Regions from separate parts of the Gossypium hirsutum genome. Here region 2 is linked to region 1. A link is a contact called in public Hi-C data. All regions are on one chromosome and are shown on one strand. The core of a region is the stretch at or near the end of the contact, and the rest is flanking DNA. Distances in the headings are between cores, read along the strand shown. Region 1 has its middle 10 kb from the start of LOC107956844. Region 2 holds the start of LOC107955270 (probable serine/threonine-protein kinase At1g01540).

Evidence for each region. Hi-C and Micro-C count contacts between places; a contact is called where the count stands out from the background.
Region 2: a Hi-C map of leaf shows a contact between it and region 1, with 1.8 times the contacts expected there. The contact joins the promoter of LOC107955270 here to the enhancer-like site in region 1. A contact is called at or near these places in 2 of 34 Hi-C or Micro-C datasets (both in leaf).

The regions. Positions count from the first base shown.
Region 1 is chrA07:31,525,515-31,531,136 of Gossypium_hirsutum_v2.1, forward strand. No RefSeq gene overlaps it. Among protein-coding and RNA genes, the nearest start is that of LOC107956844, 10 kb to the right of the region's middle. Within about 2 kb of position 1,952, at least 4 of the 9 cell types and tissues checked have an H3K27ac peak or open chromatin away from gene starts, as enhancers often do. A contact at or near this core is called in leaf, where this site is marked.
Region 2 is chrA07:31,973,925-31,979,358 of Gossypium_hirsutum_v2.1, forward strand. It overlaps LOC107955270 (probable serine/threonine-protein kinase At1g01540), which reads left to right and starts at 3,150. Exons shown (of 8, transcript XM_016891012.2): 1 at 3,150-3,944; 2 at 4,420-4,524; 3 at 4,621-4,743; 4 at 4,830-5,000; 5 at 5,159-5,288; 6 at 5,369-5,434. The coding sequence starts at 3,379.

The sequences.
Region 1 (5,622 bases), core at 702-3,201:
TACAATCTAATTTCAAGGACCAAATTGGAAAAAAACACCAAACTCAAAGACTAAATATTACTTTATCCAATTTTAACTTAAAATTTAGGTCAAATTCTCCAATTAGTCCCTATATTATGTATAAGTTGTGGACTAATTTGGTCACTTTTAATCTTCGTACTTTTCTAAAGTTAAAATTTTCAGTATTGACCAAACAATAGTTGTTATGTTTTCTACATAACATCTTGAAAATAACAAAATTTAATAAATGTAACAATGACAATTCAATTCAAACTAAAATTTTAAAATTCAAAAAGTACAAAGACTAAAAGTAACCAAATTAAATGCGATAACTAAATACAAAACTTACACATAATACAAAAACTAAAAACAAAAATTATCCATTATTGTTTAACATACAATATGCCATAAGTTTCTATACTCTTCACAAATTTAGAATTTAATTATTATACTTTTGTTTATTGGAATTTAGTCCAACTTTTCATTTTTTTTAAAAAGTTCAAGTTCAACTATTAATATTTTTAAAATTATTTTTTAAAATTCATGTTCATTATAATATCATTTTTAGTTACATAACTGCTAAGTCAGTTTTTTTTTATTTCAAAATATCACATCAGTAAATTTAACAAAAAATTAATTATATTAATAATTGGACCTAAATTTTAGAATCTAAAAAAGTAAAGAAACTAAATTATTAAAAATATAAAAATTAAATTTCAAAATTTTAAAGTACAGATACTTATATTTTAACATCCATAATTTATCCATATTTATAGATTATTAAAATAAGCTATACTAACTCAAATCGAATTAGGATTTTTTTTTTTTAAATTCCTAATGACTTCAAACAGGATTAGGATTTTTACAGCATTATACAAAGCATCTTGAATTTAAAAAAAAATAAAAATAAAAGTTACTCTAAAATACTCTGTAGTTACTCTACCGCCTGTTTTTTTTTACCTTTCCCGCCATAGTAAAAAGCTTGAAATTTTTATTACTATTCTTCCATGGCAACTAAGGCTACCAAGCAAACAAAGTTCCGATGGGCGGATATTGAAGATAACGAGGCCGAGGATTTGACTTACTTATTACCACCGAAGGAAGTAATCGGCCCAGACAAGAACGGGATCAAGAAGGTGATTGAGTATAAGTTCAACGAAGAAGGGAAACACGTCAAGAGTCACGACGACGATCCAAGTCCGAAAAATCGCCGTCGATTCTCCACGCAAGGAACGGATATTCGATAGAAGGTCTTGTGCTAAATTTGGAAGTGCTATGGGTGATGAAGTTGATAATAGCCGACTCACTATGGTTTCTACTGAAGAAATCTCCCTTGAACGACGCGGTTCGTTTCTTTTTCTCTCGGTTTATTTTGATATGAATTTGATTGTTTTAGGTTTAATTATAAACCGGTCCCTAATAGAGTTTTTGAAAATTGGTCACTCTTAGGGGAGTAATTTTCGGTTTTAATCTAGAAAACCAAAAAGATTAACCCATTCGATTTTTTCGGTTTTGATTTAATCGGGTGGGATGGATTGAACGGTTTTGATCTCAGTTTAATTGTTTAATTTAACCCACATAACCAAACTGAAAAAAGAATTATTTAAAATATATTTATATTTTATAATACATAATATATATGTAGCCATATAAATCTAATTGAGAAAACCGACTGAATCAAAGTAATTTCTTAGTTTTCATGGTATACGATAATTAAATTTTGACAAATTAGAATATAGGAACTAATTTCTCAATTTCTATGAGAAATACTATAATTAAAATTTGACAAATTAGTATATAGGGATTAATTTATAATTTTTTGTAAAATAGAGGATGAAATTTAAATTTAAACATTTATTCTTGAATATCCTTGAAACTACTACTTATAGGTAGCAAAGTAGAAGAACCAAAGGTTGCTGCCGTCCATTCTTTAGCTCAACAAGCCAAAAACGGTGCCGTTCTCATGCTGTGTAGAACATGCGGCAAAGAAAGGATCCCCGTTAATTTGATATTATTGAATAAGCTATGAAAGAAATAGAAAATATTTCTTTAATTTTAAGATACAATTAAAAGTTTAATCAATTTTAATTAAAAAAAGTTGAATTTACCTTTATCAAAAAGCGTTCAATCAATCTTAACTTTTACAATTAAAAGATTGAAAATGTAATTTGAAAGCACCAAAAATCATCATTGAAAAATTAAGAACATGGAGAGACTTAAAAATGCAATTAATCCAAAACGTTGTTTAATATGTAGAATACCAAGTTTTTTTTTTCTTTCTAATATGAAATGTTTCAGGAAAAAAAAACTTTTTTTTCCTTCTTTGTTTTTTAGATTATTGTTACCAATTTATATTCCAACACCTTTCATTTACCATGTTTACAAAGTCCGACGTCATGAGAACGCAAAATATCGGGTTCTAATTTTTTTTTTCATTTTCTTTTAAAATTTTAATCTTTCTTTTATTTTTTTTTCTTGTTGCTTTTTTTTTCTGGTTGTAATTGCATTGTTATGAAAGTTTAAGCTCACCATGAAAAGTGTTTTTTTCGTCTTCAATTACATGATTCCATTTTTCATTTTTTTTAATCACAATATACTTTTAAATTTTTTTTCTATTTTTTAACTTATGTTTTATTTTTATTTTTTTGCATGTCTTTTCATTTCCAGTTTAGATTTCGTGATGTCAGTGGTATGAAGATGAAATCTTATTGACTTTTATTTTTAATTTTCAATTTCAAGTTTCTTTTCTCTTGTTTTGAACATCAATGTTCTTAATCACATTTTTCATCTAGATTTGATATTGTTGCTGCCGCAGAAGAATAAACTTGTTCAGTTTCTGGTGACGACAAATTACTTTGTAACTGCTAGAGAAAAGGTAAAGTAGAAGTCGTACAACGCTTATTCCGTTGACATACAAAAAGAACCCGGATTTACATTGTTAAGGTAGATCTAGATTTTTAAACTCTTTTTTCGTCAACTACATGTTTATATATTTCTTTATTTTGTTATAGATCCACATTCCTCTATTAAATTGCCCTTTTTCTTTTACGAAATATACATATGTTGGTTTTTATGATACCATTTGCTTTTTTAAACAATAATATATGCTTGTAAAATATTTTTTTTCTAAGTTTTAATTTTTTTTCTTTTCTTGTCTCGTATTTTTTTCATTTTGAATTATATTGACTAACAAACGTTTTCATTAACCATTTCGATAGCATCTAAATGACAACGTACACTGTTTTAATTTTCAAGTTTAGTTATTTTTATTCTTTTGACCTCAATAAGCGTTAAAAATTTGTTTTAATAAAATATGGTAAGTGATATTATAATAGTTATGATAAGTTAATTATTTTATTTAATTACGTAATAATATGTTTACTAATTTATTTTGCAAAACATTAATTGATCAGAAAAGTAAAGGTAAATATATTTGGATTAAGATTTGAAAGTAACTTAAGTTTGATTATGTGGTTGTTGATAATATTTGAAAAGATATTCCTAATGATAATACTTGAATGTAACTTAGCCATTATTATTATGATGTTATCTGTCTCATGTTTCTATGAAGGTATCATATATTTGTATTTACTGTCGTCTTGTTGCATGTATCCCAATAATATTGATATTTTTATTTTTCGAGATTCTTACGCATCAAATAATAGGTACAAAAAAGGTGAAGATCTAACTATTTGATAGATTAAAATTGATTTAATTTTGAAAAAATAAAATATTGATCGCATGTAAAGGAAATTATTTTTTAATTAATTATTTGAATGAAGCATGAATCCAAAATTTTATGTTGTCTGAATTTAATTGAATATTATTATTGGAAATTAGTAGGTTGTAAATTAGAGATAATTCAAAATATAGTAGAAATGTAAATTTACCCTAGACTTGGTTAATATTATTTTTACCTTTAATATGGATTGCACCAAACCCAAGATTAGAGACAAGTTTTTATATTAAGATATTAACTTGAACATAGGGTTGAACTTGAGTTTTATTTAATTATTAAAGTTGCTTTGATGATATTTTTTGTTTGTATGAGTACGTAAGTTTAATTTATTTAATTTTAAACTTGCTTTGAATTGTATGCTTATTTATACATAAGTTGAATTTATTTTAAACATGATTTATGATGAATATATATTTGGATTAGTTACAAGCTAAAAATAAAATGTTAAGAAACCGAAGGAAAATAATGGAAATTATTTTGTTTGGAAAATCCATAGTTGATTGCTGGAAATAATGTGATAATGTGAAAATGCATGTCTAGAAATGGTTCTTGTAACACCTCAAATCCGGCCTAGACATCATGGTTGAATTTGGGAGTGTTACGATGAAGTGTTTTAAAACACATCTTTTATGTTAAAATGAATCGCGTTGCTTGATACCAAATAGAGTCCATATTTTCGAAAAAACTTGTTTTTATTATCTTATTGAAATCGTTATAAGTTGTCCTTTATAGTTACAAAAAGTTTCGCAGCGGAAGTTTGAAAATCATTTAAATTGAAACCAGGTTCGTGTTTCCAAAAACATCTGTTCCTGTAAAGTTGGAATTTTTTCAATCACATAGTTTAAAAATCATAAACGCAACCAAACCAAAAATCCAAAACGAACAGTCCCAAAAAGTCATGAGAGTCCAAAAATTACAAAACTCTCTCGAAAACCAAAAATTACAAGGATAATAAAAACAATAGTTTTCCAATGAGTGGTCACCGCTGAGCCTCTGTCGCACCGACCCGCCTATGTATGAGGATTACCTGTACAGAGCAGACAAACAGATGTGAGTTTTCGTAAACTCAGTGTGTAACCCAACAAAGATAGACATACAAATGTACACAGTATTCTCATATGCAGAACATATACAAATATGGACCTAAGTCCTTAGCAGATACAAATATCAGAATCTGATAATCAAGACAGATATACAAAATCCTACCTCCATCCTCTACACACCATCTCCGATGATCCCATCACACCATGTGGGGTTAAAAACACCCACCCATCCCTACACACCATATAGTGTCGATGCAACACATAACAGAATAATATGCAGTCAAGCTGCAAGAAAATAGGCGAAAGGTCACTGTACAAATCACATCCTCCACATAAACAAATCCCACCCTAAACATGGATACAAAATACAGATGCAAAAATAACAGAATTAACATGTTTAACATGCTCGTATACAGATAACATACATACTTATACAGAATAGTCAAACATATATATCAATTTCCTACTCAGATCAGACTATCAGAATATCAGATCACATATAATAGGGTTTGGTTAGCCCTTACTGACCCTACAATAGGCCCACAATCGATTGAAACAACCTGTTCAACCTTGGGGAAAATTTTAAAATTTTGGGCCCACGTGCCTGTGTGGGCCCACATGGCCTAGCCCAAAGCCCATACACCCATGTTGTAACACCCCTAACCCATGTCTGTCACCAGAACAGGTTACGAGGCATTACCGGACTTATCAAATCATAACATATATATATTTCATACATTTAAACTTTCAAAGACATACATAATTCATGTACAATCATATTGCCTCTTATAAAACTCTATGGGATCTTAAAACATGTTTGGAAGAGATTCAGGACTAAAC
Region 2 (5,434 bases), core at 1,900-4,399, 450 kb after region 1:
AATAACTAAGAACAAAATTAAAGAATAAGAAAGAAGAAACTTTTGATGATTTTAATGATTCTCTGAAGACTAATTGTGGCAACTTCCTTTGATTCTCGTAATTGCTCATTTGCAAAATGCTCCTCAAAGTAGGCGGCCAAGAGCGATTTTCCTCAAGGGAAATGTTATTTAAGGGAGGTGGAGAAATGGATGGCTTATGTGTGGAAAGGAGGGAAGAAAAATATGATAGGAATGTGAATGAGAGATGAATAAGGGATGCTTGAAATGAGAAATGATGAGTGGTATTTATAGTAGAGGGATGGTTAGGGAGTTTGCTGAAAATAGCATGGAGATCCCTTGAAATGCTCTATTTCTTAATCAGCCATAGAATGTGGAGGAAGAGGTTGGTAGTTGCTTGATTCATGCTTGATTTCATGCAAAGGGTTGGACAGTTTCTTGGGTATTAGTTAAGGGCTAATTTTTAATTTTTCTCACAAGTACATGGACTTCCAAATTAATTATTCCAAAGCTAATTTGGATTGCTCTTGATGCCTTAGCCAAATTGGACTACTTTCCCCCTACTTTGACAGTTTTGTGACCCAAATAACTATCAAACTTACTCTTTTCAACAAGACAACTTTAACTGGATCAAATTGACTTCTCTTGACTCAATTTGTTGTATTTGTCGTCCAATTGAGGTGGAGTATAACTCATGTCCATGTTTGTATTGAATAAGCTTCCACAATTATTAATTCAATGGTCCCACTACAACAATTAAAGCACAAAAATTACTATGTAACATAAGATAGTTAAATTATGCAAAATTTAATACATAAATCCATAAATTTGCATACTTTACTAAAATTATGCCCATTGTCTCAATATGAACAAAAATCACCCAATTAAATGTCTAAATACTAGGGATTAACATAAATTATAAGTAAAAAGGTGATACAAACAACTATAAAAAATCTATATAATTGAAAGTTTACAATCGCGTTTCATATACAGATGATGCTGGCTCGCGCGGAAAAAAAGGGTATTTTATCTCAAAACATGAACTAACCATACTCACCTTGACAACTTTGGTTTAATACCACCATAACCAGATACCATACACTACATTATTGAGAGGAAACACTTACCTTAAATAGCTATACAGGAAAATAATTTTATAACATAAGGAAGTAAGAAGGAACTCACCAGAAAGCCTAATACAGTAATTTACTTAGCAGGTCTTTTGCCCTTGTTGTTTGGAATTTTGTTAGCTTCTCGAGCTAAAAAGAGAGACAATTATGTCTACCAAATCATTAAACTACTGAAATTTAACATGTATGCATGAATCGGTTGCATGCAACCTAGAATTAGGAAGTTTCCTTCCTCACGAATAGTTCTAAAACCTATGCATGCGTTACTTTAAATACATAAATTCCTTCAATAATAACCTACGGATTTACTAGAAACTACTAATAAATTGGTACTAACAATGATGTCAGCTAGATACTGGAAACTCCTCGTTATTAATTTCAACTTAGAAATTTCTAAAGGTTTAGCGAAAAAAGCAAGGAAGAAGAAGAAGCAGAAGCAAAAACGCAAAAACATGCCAACTAGATATCCTTATATAACATAGAAATACAAGAGCAAAACTTAGTGGAAAGTCAGAAGATTCCACGATCGTTCTAGAATTTTGAAAAAAAAATAATTAAGAATCTAATCATACCCTAGTTTAGTTCTAACTAGGTCTCAACTAAACCCCAACATTACTAACCAAACCATCGTAATATATACTAAACACGAAAACAAATCTATCGAGCTGCGAACTAATGAGTTCGCCCAAAACATTTGGGTGGGTGGATAGCTAAACAGAAGAGTCCACCAAACCCTAGAGTTCGCCAAATCCTGGAGTTTGCCAAATGATGAATCCCATAGAATACACTACCCAATCAAAAACAAATATTTCACTAACTTACTCAATTTTTACCTTCGACTTAACCAACTTACACACCAAACAGTAACTTTACATAGCCTCCACCAGACGAACTGCTATAGAATGTGGTTGTACACTTACTACATGGAAGAAGGAATATATGTGTCTTGAGTCTCCATCTTTCTACCAACACGCTGATGAGTGTAGGATCCAATTTGTAACGCTCAAGCATATGAGACGAATGTAAGAATCTCGCGTCTTGCAAATAACCACGAATTTCAATGTCTACGCTCTTTGACAAATTATGTATGAACCCTTCCAAAACACAATCATTCGCCCATTTATATTGACAAAATAAAATATTTTAAAAATTAAAAAATTTCAAATTTAACTTAATTGAAAATAACGAAATTTAAAATTGTTCTTAACATTATTGCTTGAGCAATGGAAATTTGCTTATCGTCAAAACGAATTAGAAAGTTTGTCATTCGTGAAAAATTAATCGAAATGAATATACAAAATAATTAAATAAAACTATAGTATCTTTAAATAAAGTGTATAGGAAAATTTCAAACAAAAATTGAGAAATTAATAGAGTTGAGAGAATTGAGAGTTTAGAGAGAGAGAGAAAATTAAATTTGAGTGAAAAGAATAAAAAATAGAATAGCCTAATATTTATAGGGAAAAAAATTACTATTGACTCTTTTAAAAAAATTTATTGTCGGGAAAATGATCGTTGCAGGAAAACACACCAAGCTGGATGTGCTTTTATATTCTCTAAAAAAACAATATATTTCTCTAATTTAAGGAAAAAGAACGACCTAAAAGCAATTAAAAAAACCACATATTTTTCTAATTTAGCCCGAAAATTAAGATATACTAATTGAAAAATAATCAATTAATTCCATAAACGGGTGAATGTGGTGCGGCCACGTGTGGGTCCTACTTAAAAACGTTGATTCATCAACCACGTGAAGCTCTGGTGTAGGTCTTCCATACGCAATCTGATTCGTGATCTTTACCGTTTGATGAAATACACCAAATAACTTAACCAGCCAACACGTGTCCTAGAATTTCCCTTAAACGGTCATCGCCGTCTCAATATTGAAAAAGGAAGAAAAGAAAAGGACAATCTCGTCATTTCACTTATTACACAAACATCCAATTCCAGCTAGACAATATTATATTTTTCTAATTTCAAATAATTTAAGAAAAAAAAAGACAGCCTTTTTTTTTTCGGACAACTTATTTAAAAGTACAGCAGATATTAAAAAAGAAAAAGAGGTATGGTACTGGAGACTAAAAAAAAAAAAAAAACACTATTTCTCTGTCTCCATTTTGCTTTAATTATATTCGTTTTGATTCTTTTTTCCTGTTCCCAAACTTTTTTTTTTAATGAAAGTCGTTTCTCCGGCGTAGTTAATCCTGCCGGAGTCTTGAACTGTTTGAAGAAATTCTGAAAAAGAAAGGAAATGTCAGTGGACGACGCGGCATTTGTTAACACGGAGCTATCAAAGCCGACGTCGATATTCGGGTTAAGATTATGGGTGGTGATCGGTATTCTACTTGGCTCACTCATAGTCTTGACTCTGTTTCTTCTCTCACTTTGCCTCACAACACGCCGCAAATCTCGTAGACATCAACACCTGGACCCCACGCCGCCAATTTCCAAAGAGATCCAAGAAATAGTCCATCACCCTCCCGCACCAGATCACCACCATGCCGCCCCGCCGGTACCGGAGATTCAAGTTGACTTGGGGAAAGTGGAACACAGGGTGGTGTTCTCCAGTGGGGAAAGCAGAGGGCCGACGAGTGCCGCTGCTAGTGTGAGCGAGACGGCGTCGTTTGGAAGTGGAAGCGTGGGTCCGGAAGTGTCTCATCTTGGGTGGGGAAGATGGTATACTTTGAGGGAACTTGAATTAGCTACCAATGGATTGTGTGAAGAGAATGTGATTGGGGAAGGTGGCTATGGAATTGTTTATAGTGGCGTTTTAACTGACGGAACTAAAGTTGCTGTTAAGAATTTGCTTAATAACAGGTACCCCTTTTTTTATAAAACTTTTATTTGATTATGCCTCTTTTTTTTTGTTAATAATTTTCATTTCTTGAAATGAATGTTCTTTTGCGAATTATGTATCTTTGATTGGGTTTGTTTTTCATTATAGTAATTAGTTTGAACTTAATTTGATTGCTAAGGGGAAAAACACAAATTTTTTTCTGTCATGAAATCGATGTATTCATGCAACTGTGAACAGTTAGCTGCCTCAATGTTTTTTTTCTTTTCTGGTTTAAAGTTCTTGCCTTGGGTTGGTCAGACATTGTGCTGTAAAGTGTAAAAATCACTGCTTTTTGAGGAAAAGAAGTCATTATTAGGCCTGGACGATAATGTGTTTTTTCTTTTTGGTTAGACTTTTATGGAATCTTTTTTTGTCTTCGTTATTCCCCTTAATTCATTTATTTAAGTTTGGTTTGCCTACCAATTAGCTTAACAAAGTAATGAATCAATCCTTCAGGGGTCAAGCTGAGAAGGAATTTAAGGTGGAGGTGGAAGCAATTGGGCGTGTAAGGCACAAGAATCTTGTAAGATTGCTTGGATACTGTGTTGAAGGTGCATATAGGTACTGTGATTATCTTCCACCATGAAAACAAAAATGCTACTCTTTTTCTGAATAGTGTAAGAGAAGTGACCTTTTTTATCTGGTTTTGCTGTTCAGGATGCTTGTATATGAGTATGTTGACAATGGGAATCTGGAACAGTGGGTCCATGGGGATGTTGGGGATGTCAGTCCTCTTACATGGGAGATACGAATGAATATCATAGTGGGAACAGCCAAAGGGTACATTAGTTAGAATTGTATGCTTTGGTTCATATACAGTTGTTTATAATTTCTTCTTCAGATTGTGTATTGCTATTTACGTGCAGTTTAGCCTACCTTCATGAGGGTCTTGAACCGAAGGTTGTCCATCGGGATGTAAAATCCAGCAACATCCTACTTGATCGCCAGTGGAACCCCAAAGTTTCTGATTTTGGGCTTGCTAAACTCTTGTGTTCTGAAAATAGTTATGTGACAACTCGTGTGATGGGAACTTTTGGGTTAGTAATTCCATTTTGCCTTCTTGCACGCTCTCTCTCTCTCTTTTTTTTTTAAAAAAAAAAAGAAATTTGAATTTAACCATTATGAATGCATACTTGAGCTGTAACCAAAATGCTATGTAGTCCTGAAGTAGGAAAATTACATTTTTCTTTCCCAGTTATGTTGCTCCAGAATATGCTTGTACTGGAATGCTGAATGAGAAGAGTGATGTGTATAGCTTTGGTATACTTATTATGGAGATTATTTCCGGGAGAAGCCCTGTTGACTATAGCCGTCCTCCAGGAGAGGTTAGACTTGACTTATTAAATTTCCTTCTATATTGCTTACCCTAAATTCTTGAAGTTGCTAAGATGCAACCAACTGACAGGTGAATTTGGTGGAGTGGTTAAAAACCAAGGTTGGAAACCGAAAATCTGAGGAAGTAGTTGACCCT